Linked DNA regions of Lactuca sativa: region 1 is linked to region 2. The links are chromatin contacts, called in public Hi-C maps. All regions are on one chromosome and are shown on one strand. Each heading gives the region's core, a stretch centred on a gene start, on an enhancer-like site or on the middle of the called end of the contact. The rest is flanking DNA. Distances are from core to core; before and after follow the strand shown. Region 1 holds the start of LOC111917683 (histone H3.3). Region 2 holds the start of LOC111906684.

Region 1 (4,735 bases), core at 1,748-4,247, 980 kb before region 2:
GATATCAAATGTGGCCTTTAAGTAAGAAAGAATTTGTTACTTCTATTATTAATAAGTTTTTGACTGAATCTGATACGTTGTTTGAGCCCATGATCCGTCGACCGAAGGGTAGACCTCCAAAATCAAAGAAGAAAAAAGGAATAAGTTCTACCGCACGAAACCCTTCAAAATTTGAGCTTGTGGAATCATCTCAAACACCAAAAACTTCGAGTTCTACTGGTGTTTTTCAAATTAACAATGAAATATCTGATAATATTAGTTATATAAATAATGAAAACAACTTATTTGATTTAAATACATATCCAACCTTTTCAAGTGATGATATGACATATGAGTAGTTTGAAATTTTGATATGTATTAATTTGAATATTTGATATGTATTAGTAGGGGTGAGCGCGGTGCGGTTCGGTACAGTTATTAGCTAAAACCTCACCACTAACCGCAAATGCTGTTAATCCATTTTGAAAACCACATGGTGCGGTTATTTTTGCGGTGCGGTTAGGCGGTTATTTTTGCAGTACGGTTTTGTTTTTTTTGTGTTGCGGTTATTAACCGCATAAATTTGGTGTCATTATTTTGTGTGGTTTTAACCACAGTTTAGAGCTTAGACGGTTTTAAGAGTTCAAACATATTACTTGTAATAATATAAAAAACCTTAAGATATAAGAAAATTAACTTAAATCACAAACAACTAATAACTTAAAAACATCAAACCAATAGTAAGTAACAATAAATATCTTAAAATTGTCTAATTTCACCATTTTTTAAAGTTAAACATAAAATACTTTTGTCTTCTAGTATTTATCCATCTTTCATCCATGAAATCTGTCGTATTTTTAATATTTAATATGTTAATAATTAATAAAAAAATTGTATATAATTTACATAGTACGGTGCGGTTTTTTTTTTTTTTTTGCGGTTTTTGAAAACCAATAACCACACCGCACCGCAAGTTTGCAGTTTTTGGAAAAAAGAAAACCTCACCATCGGTTTTTATTGCGGTTGCGGTTAATCGGTTGCAGTTTTTGCGGTTAATTTTTGTTGTGGTGTGGTTTTTGCTCACCCCTATGTATTAGTTTGAATATTGGATTGTTATTTGCTAGGCATTATTTTTATGTTATATTTTTTTATATTAAATTTTTCATTGTATAGTAGTTTTATAATTAATATGTTTATAAACTTTTAATTAAAATAAAGTTAGTGACGTAAGTTGTGAATTCTAAATAAGAAACAAATATAAAGAATAAGCACACGAGCAAATTTATATAATTGTTAATTTTTAATATTTATAAATTAATAATGATATAATTGTGGTTCTGTTTAGAGTTCCTAAAAATAAGGCTATTATCTATAAACATCTAAAATTTAATTTAATGTGAAGGTAAAATTGTCCATATATTATTTTTTCCTTGGATTGATAAAAAAACTCAGTGGATGAATCATCTCCCAAAAAGTATTAATCAGATCGGTTTCTTGTTGCTTTTCCCTATCTATTAACTAGTTTTATCTGATATTTTCCTAAGTAGATGGATTTTTTGTGTTTTAATTATTACTTTAAACGTGTACTCGTTGATACTCCATTATTACTAGTGTCTTGAATTTTGACAAATCTTGCAACATCTCATAAGAAAATACTCAAACCATTACCATAATCCACCAACAATCAAGTCCACAATCCTACCAAACAAAACAAAGAAACCACAGTTTCCAATCCAACAAAACACACACTAATTACTACTTCATAACACCCAAATCAAGCCCTCTCACCCCTAATTCTCCTAGCCAACTGAATGTCCTTTGGCATGATAGTCACCCTCTTGGCATGAATTGCACACAGATTTGTGTCTTCAAACAATCCCACCAAATACGCCTCAGCTGCTTCTTGCAATGCCAACACTGCATGACTCTGGAATCGCAAATCCGTCTGCAACATTTCAAATCATAACAATATGTTAACAAATGCTGGAATAGAAATCAATTCCAATTCCAGCCTAAATCCTATGTGAAAACTACTAACCTTGAAATCTTGAGCAATTTCACGAACAAGCCTCTGGAATGGTAGTTTCCTGATCAAAAGTTCAGTACTCTTCTGGTACTTACGTATTTCACTGCACAATATTAACCAATTTCAATATATAATAGGGAAAAAATGTCAAAATTGATATTGAATTAGAGAAATGTAACATACCGAAGAGCAACAGTTCCAGGTCTGTATCTGTGAGGCTTCTTCACACCTCCTGTGGTTGGAGCAGACTTACGAGCAGCCTATCATATAATGATCATAATTAAACAAATTAGCATCAAGAATTGAAGAAAAACGGGGATTTTGATAGATGAGAAAGAAAAAGAATATACCTTGGTGGCAAGCTGCTTCCTTGGGGCCTTTCCTCCAGTGGATTTACGAGCTGTTTGCTTGGTACGAGCCATCTACAAGAAACAGTAATTAAAACATAGAAATCATTACGAATTTGATGAACGTACGATCCATGATTTTTTTTGAATATACGATCCAACCGCGACATCAATGAATAGAGGAGAAATCAAGATGATCCACGGATTTATCTCGTTTAAGTAATTAGAAGAAATAATTAACGAACCCTAATCAGATAATCAATGAAATTGTAAAACTAGAGCGAACAACCAAAATAAGTCACGAAATTCTCTTCAGAAAGAAAAGAAAGGGAGGGAAACGAGTAGTCTCTTGTACGATCTAATCATCTAATGAAGAACATGAAAGAAAAAACTGAATACAAACCCTAAAACCGAAATCAACGAAATTGGAAACCTACAGATCTTGTAAAAGGTTTTCTCTGGCTAACTAATCGATTAAGAACGAGAAAATAAACAGAATTTAGAGAAGCTTAGAGAACATACCGCGAACGATTTTCTTATCGGTGACGAATCGGTAAAATTTGGGGGAAAATAAATCTGAGAACTCAAGTTGAGAAAGCACAAGGGTATTTATAGCGTCTTTGTTTCCTCGCATCGAGTGGTTTTGATGGATCTGACGGTAATGATTCCGTATCCTGTGTTTTTTCTTGGATAGATTTGACGGTTGAGATGCGTCTCCCATGTGGATGAGACGGATCGTAGAACCCTAATACTTTGTTCTTATTGGTTGATTTTTTGTGTAATTTCTATATAAGCTTTATGTGCTTTGTTCTAAGCCAAATTTAAAAATGCATCGCATGAGGTGATTAACGAAATTTTGATTTTATTAGTATTTAGGTACTGAATTTTTTTTTTTTTAGTAATTCATAACTTATTTGAAATTGTTTGCAAACAAATTTGTAAAAATGGTCTTGTAGCATACTTTTTTGGGGGTTTTGGTTTAAACCCCAATTTTTTTTATCATTTTTGTATTTTTCATTTTTCTTTCGTTTTTTATCTATTTTAACAATTAAAAAATAATTGAGGCTCTCTCCCTCTCCTAAGTCGCTTTTACAACTCATCCAAGGAGTTGAAGTTCTCTCACAAAAGTTTTTTCGATCATCATCTTCTCTATCTCAAGTTCTTCAAGATTTCATCATGTCAAAGGTTCTCTATGTATTTACTTGTGATGCTAATGTAGTCAAAGGCCCCCATGCTCCTGACACTCCCATCGTTATCCAAGCAAACAACGTGGCCTTCTCATATATCATCCCAAATCAATACAATTCATGAATTGAAGATTTTGTCGACTACGTCAAAAGATATCCTCTTCGCTATGCATTCTGTGATTTTTTGGAGTCGTCATACCCTAAGCAAGTGTGTAAGTTTTACTATTCTTGCATTGTCGATGCCAAGCTCAAACCATCACCAAAACTACTAGAAACGGTCATTTTAGGGTTGTTATCAATGCAGCCTATTTTCATACAACTACTCTGAAGCTCCTTATGAAGAAAAATGTAGGTCTCTTCGACCTAAAATAGGGCATAATTTCTCTACTCATGGTACTACTCGTGATCCAACTAAATATACCATTCATCAATGTTATTGTGTTGGGTGGAAGTATTTGACAGAGGCAATTAGCAAGTGTCTTCAACATAAGACTAGTAGCTTAAATAAGTTAAACCTGTTTAAGCAGCGGATTGTATATGTCATGGCCTGCAACAAAAGATTATGTCACAACTAGCATTTTAGCTAGGAAATTCTATTCTTGTGTAACCATCCAACTATTGTAAATCATATACTCTAAGTAAATCTCACACGATGCTCATTAGATTCATCATTCATGTTCGACAAAGAGACTAAAAACCCTAAGAATCCTGGTTTAAGTCCATATTGGACTAGGAGTTCCTTAATGGGCCTAATGGACCAATTAGCACCCAATTCAACTTCATTGGACATAGAGAGCCCTATTTGGATCTTAATTAGACGTAATTCATAAATCCAAAATATTTTGGACCATTTTGGGTCTAGAATGATTCATTCTAACCCTAATGGGCCTAATTGGGCCATAACTAATCCAATTAACCTTAGTGAGCCATAAGCCCATTCTTTTACTCTAACTGGGTCGTGAATGCTTCCAAGGGCCCAATGGGCCGAAAAATGTTATGTTTAAGATCCAAATATCCTAGCTAAAGTTAATGGGCTCAAACTACCCCGTCTTTTCTTCTTGGCCCAGATTCTCAACCCATGTATTAAAAAAAAAAAAAGAGAGAGAGAATTAAGGGAGGGTTGACTTTGGAGGTGCCACCTCCATTTTGTTCATCATACATCCATGCAAGGACCACCATGCAACCAAGCTAGTCAC
Region 2 (4,594 bases), core at 708-3,207:
ATTCTAAATACCAATGTGGGTGTCGCCTCTTTTGCCTTTTTCATTCCTTCTACTCTTTTTTATTTCCATTTTGAGTCCTCACTTGTTTGATTTTCAATTTATAGTTTTTGGCAATTTAAGTCCCTCTACTAGTTTTCTATTGCTATCATTCATATACTTTATAAAATGACATTTTACAACCCTCTACTTTTTAAAGTATAATTTTTATTTGGTAATTGAACATTGAAAAATATCAATTTCACCCCTTTCATTTTCTAAGTTTTTGTTTTATTGTCCGTAATAAAAACAATCTTATTTTCCTACAGTTACTACTCATTCGACTTTCTAAACTTTCTGCATTGATATAAAATAGAGGTGGTCAACGTTTCGACGTAAATTTAGAACTTTCGTTCGTTGATTTAAAAAAAAAAATACTTGTTTTTTTTGTATACATGTCGGTATAATTCGACTTTGTCTATGTTTATACTTTGTAAAATAGCATTTCAACCCTCTACTTTTTAAAATGTCATTTTCATCCCATTTTGAACTTTGAAAAATATCAATTTCACTATTTTATTTTCTAAAGTTTTGTTTTATCTCCTATAACATATACAATTTGATTACCATACAGTTACAACGCCTACGACTTTCTAAATTTGTGTATGCGTTGGTATGTATGTAATACAGTTTTTATTATATTTGTTTGGTATGGCGTTGACCCCTGACTTTTGTGGTTTGCCAACTTAACTCTTACTAAGTTCTATTCAACACCTAACAACATATTTTCTACTGCTTCTCAAATGCATTACTGTCGCCGCAACGCGCGATGGATAAAATCCTAGTTAAAACCTAAAAAGTTATAAGAAAAATAATGCCGACCTTTTTTCATGTTTTACCAACACAAAATATAATGGATCCTTTGAAGATTCTTCATGTGACAACTTGAATAACTGTATAACGATATATCCAGATGTAATAATGCTGCACAAGGAAAAATAATTTTATATCTTTTGAGTTTTGATATTTTGATATTTACAAATTTCAAAATGTATTTTTTAAAAGCAAGAAGATTACCTTCCAAACACAATTTCTAAAAGTATCAAAACAACTGCCCTCATCCAGCTTGCTTCCTTGTAAACAAACCAAATCTAAAGAATAGTAGAATACAAGTATAAAAATCACATATGAATTCAACAAGTAATCAAGTTAAGCATAAATGATTAAATTCCTTGTAGCTGATATGAATTTCTTACCCCTATAACAGCAACATTTATGTAAAAGTTTATGTACGCCACAAACAACCACCTTCAATTAAATAGGAAATTGTTTGGGATTTGATTATGGGTAAAATCATCCCTAATTAAACTTCAATCTTCAAACTCTCTAACATACATTTGATAATAAACTCATCAAATTTGAACGATTTGTGGATCCAAGCATCGATCCATCAACAACAGACCAATCGAAAAGTATTCTTTGTAAATTACAATTGATGCGACTTTCGTTTCAAAAACTTTATCCCTGAAAATTGGATTAATTTCGGAACAGACAGAGCAATCGATATAAATTATGATGTGATGAGTAAAAATTAGCAACAATGGAGCATTCTACATAAGTCTCAAATACCCAAATCACTCGGAAATTCCGTCTGTTCAAAATACAGATGATTAGATGAAACACTTCACATTTGTTTTCAATCGAAACACAAGGTATGGGGAAAACAGGCATCAGACTTCAACCAGTAATCTCGATACACAAATCTGTAATTTAAGCTTGTAACTTACCTTGCGCGAAGGTCTACGCAAGAAGCGAGGCCATCCATGGCGATTGCCCAAAGAAGCGTGGCGAACATCACACAAGCCAATAGGCTGAACAGCGTCTTCAATGCGGCTACCACCGACGCCGCCATTATTGCTCCGACGTCTGTGTGCCGGTGTGCCGGGGAAGCAGAGTCATTGACTTGATGTGATAACGACTTGCAATTAAATCCAAATAATTGTTAAGTTCGAAAATTTTATTTAGAGTAATTTACAGAGTTGTCCTTAAGCTTTACCAAAAGTTGCAATATTGATCCCTACTTTTGGTGTTTTCCCAAAGAAGTCACACACGCCCGTTTCATCCATTCTCGTTTCATCACATGTGCAAGCACATAAGGTATGAGTAAATTACACGAATGGTCCCTATGGTTTCGGGTAATTTGCATATTTTCATTATTTTGTTCCTAACTTATTTTTTTAAGACAAAATTGTAAAAATGGTCCGTGTGGCATGCATTTTTTTTTAGGTTTTAGTCCAAACCACGACTTTTTTGGCTTTGTGGTCCTTTTGGACTAATTTGTATGTGAAAATAGTCCCTCCGAAAATTGAAATGACTATAATACCATTGGGGTATTTAATTTTCATTTTTCTTTCATTTTTTAAAAATTTAATATTAATTTATTTATTTTACCAATTAAAAAATAAAAAAAATGACCCACCATCTCTCTCTCTCTCTCTCTCTCTCTCTCTCTATATATATATATATATATATATATATATATATATATATATATATATATATATATATATATATATATATATATATCGTTGTCTTTTTCCCTGCAATCTCTAAAATTAAAATACATACAAACTTCAATCTCACCATCGCATACTAACACCACCATAGCCTTCGTCACCATCAAATCTGACCACCACCAATATGACATCATCACAGTAACTTGTTTTTCGGTGGATCAAGAAATCATCCTTACTGATACTCAACTCAAATATATACATGAAAACTTTACATTTCAATTTAACCACAAATCAAAACCAAATCCTACAAAAAAAAATCAATGATGCATCTGGGTGGGTGGCGGAGGAAACGATTTACCTCCTTCCCGCATCTGGGACATTTGATTTACCTGAAACATCTGGGTTAAATCCCCCCAACTAGTTCCTCCTTCCTGAGAGCTCCGACGATTGGCAATATTGATCTTCTCTAGCAAGACGTCTTCATCGGTGGTACATAGAGAATATAGAAACATGATGTGTAAAGGGTATTGGGGTTTTGCAATGGTAGATAGTAGAAATAGGCCGAGTAAAATGTGGAGGTGGGAGCATTTTTCGTCGAGAGGAAAGGGTGAAGAGGCGATCTGTTGGTAGGGGGTAGATCCAACGACGATCTGATAGTAGAGTGGAGGTTTAGTTGTGGTAGATTGAGGTTCGGTGGATTTTCTACCGGAGGCAATGAAACAAGAAGAAGTGGAGTTATTTTGATTTCTGATCGGGTTTTGATCGATGATTTGTGGTGGCTGGAAGGAGGGACGGTGACCGGTGAGGAGCTGATATAAGTTTTGTTTTGAAGAAGTGGTCATGAAGAAGATGATACCATCTTGATTCAGAGAGAGAGAAAGAGAGAGAGAGAGAGAGAGAGAGAGAGAGAGAGAATGATTTTTTATTTTTTAATTATTAAAATAAATTAATTAATATTAAATTAAAAAAATGAAAGAAAAATGAAAAATAAATACCCCAAGGGTATTATAGTTATTTCAATTTTCGGAGGGACTATTTTCACATACAAACTAATCCAAAAGGACCACAAAGCCAAAAAAATCGTAGTTTGGATAAAAACCCCAAAAAACTGAATACCACGGGGACCATTTTGCAGTTTTGTTTTTTTTTAACTCGGAAAGTCTCTATAGTTTGTTTTTGTTGCACGTTTGGTCCCTATATTTTTTTAAAAAAAAATACTATTTTGCCCTTGATTTTTTTAAACTTATTTAAATAAGATGAGGTATGTAAGGTGAGATGAAGTGGGGTTGAGGGTATGCTTATTTAAATAAATTAAAAAATCATGTGCAAAATAGTCTTTTTAGATAAGACAAGGACCAAACGCACAACAAAAACAAATAGTAGGAACCTTCCGAATTAAAAAGTAAGTTAAGAACCAAACATGCAAATTACTCCAAACAATAAGGACCGTTCGTGTAATTTACTCTAAGGGTATTTTGATATTTATCCTTCTCTTTCGCTTATTAATTATCTATAACCAAATTTCAACTTTAATTATTGAGATTATCTTTTAATTACATCCCTATTTTATTGGATGTGAATTCACTAATGATATGAACCAAAGAGGGGATGAATTTTTTTTTGTTTTGTTTTCTATTTACTGATAGCAAAGTTTTATTAGACTACTTTTTTATAACCCACCTAAAATATAAACCACACCCTAAAAAATATTTTCCATTCTCTCACACACCCCGAAATATTTTCCATTTTTCCGTTATCACAATATTAATAACTTAACGTGAACTCGACACATACAAGATAAAAGCTTCCAATAAGAACATTCCATTACCAAATGAACACCACATTCATCCATAATCCCAAACATCAAAAACCATAGGTCTATACAAAAAAAAATATTTATCAACATATGTTGCCAAAAAACAGCATTAATTAAACACATGCTTCAGATGAAATTTTTTAGCATTCCAACAACTGAAATCTTTGCTTCAAAAATAAGCCTATCATTCTTCAAAAACCCCTTACTCATGTCACGAAGTTCACTCAACAATATGAAACATGAAAACCCCCAATCATCTTCCTCTTCACAAAACCAATGCCCAGTG

What was found. A called contact is a pair of places that touch in the nucleus more often than the background predicts.
Region 1: a Hi-C map of leaf shows a contact between it and region 2, with 4 times the contacts expected there. The contact joins the promoter of LOC111917683 here to the promoter of LOC111906684 in region 2. A contact is called at or near these places in 2 of 4 Hi-C or Micro-C datasets (leaf and seed).

Annotation. Positions count from the first base shown.
Region 1 is chr9:108,933,145-108,937,879 of Lsat_Salinas_v11, reverse strand. It overlaps LOC111917683 (histone H3.3), which reads right to left and starts at 2,997. Exons shown (of 5, transcript XM_023913344.3): 1 at 2,875-2,997; 2 at 2,356-2,427; 3 at 2,189-2,265; 4 at 2,018-2,108; 5 at 1,625-1,924. The coding sequence starts at 2,427. The coding sequence ends at 1,754.
Region 2 is chr9:107,951,552-107,956,145 of Lsat_Salinas_v11, reverse strand. It overlaps LOC111906684, which reads right to left and starts at 1,957. Exons shown (of 9, transcript XM_052767308.1): 1 at 1,764-1,957; 2 at 1,233-1,362; 3 at 1,054-1,127; 4 at 859-960. The coding sequence starts at 1,097. It overlaps LOC111906683, which reads right to left. Exons shown (of 5, transcript XM_023902456.3): 5 at 4,298-4,594. The coding sequence ends at 4,435.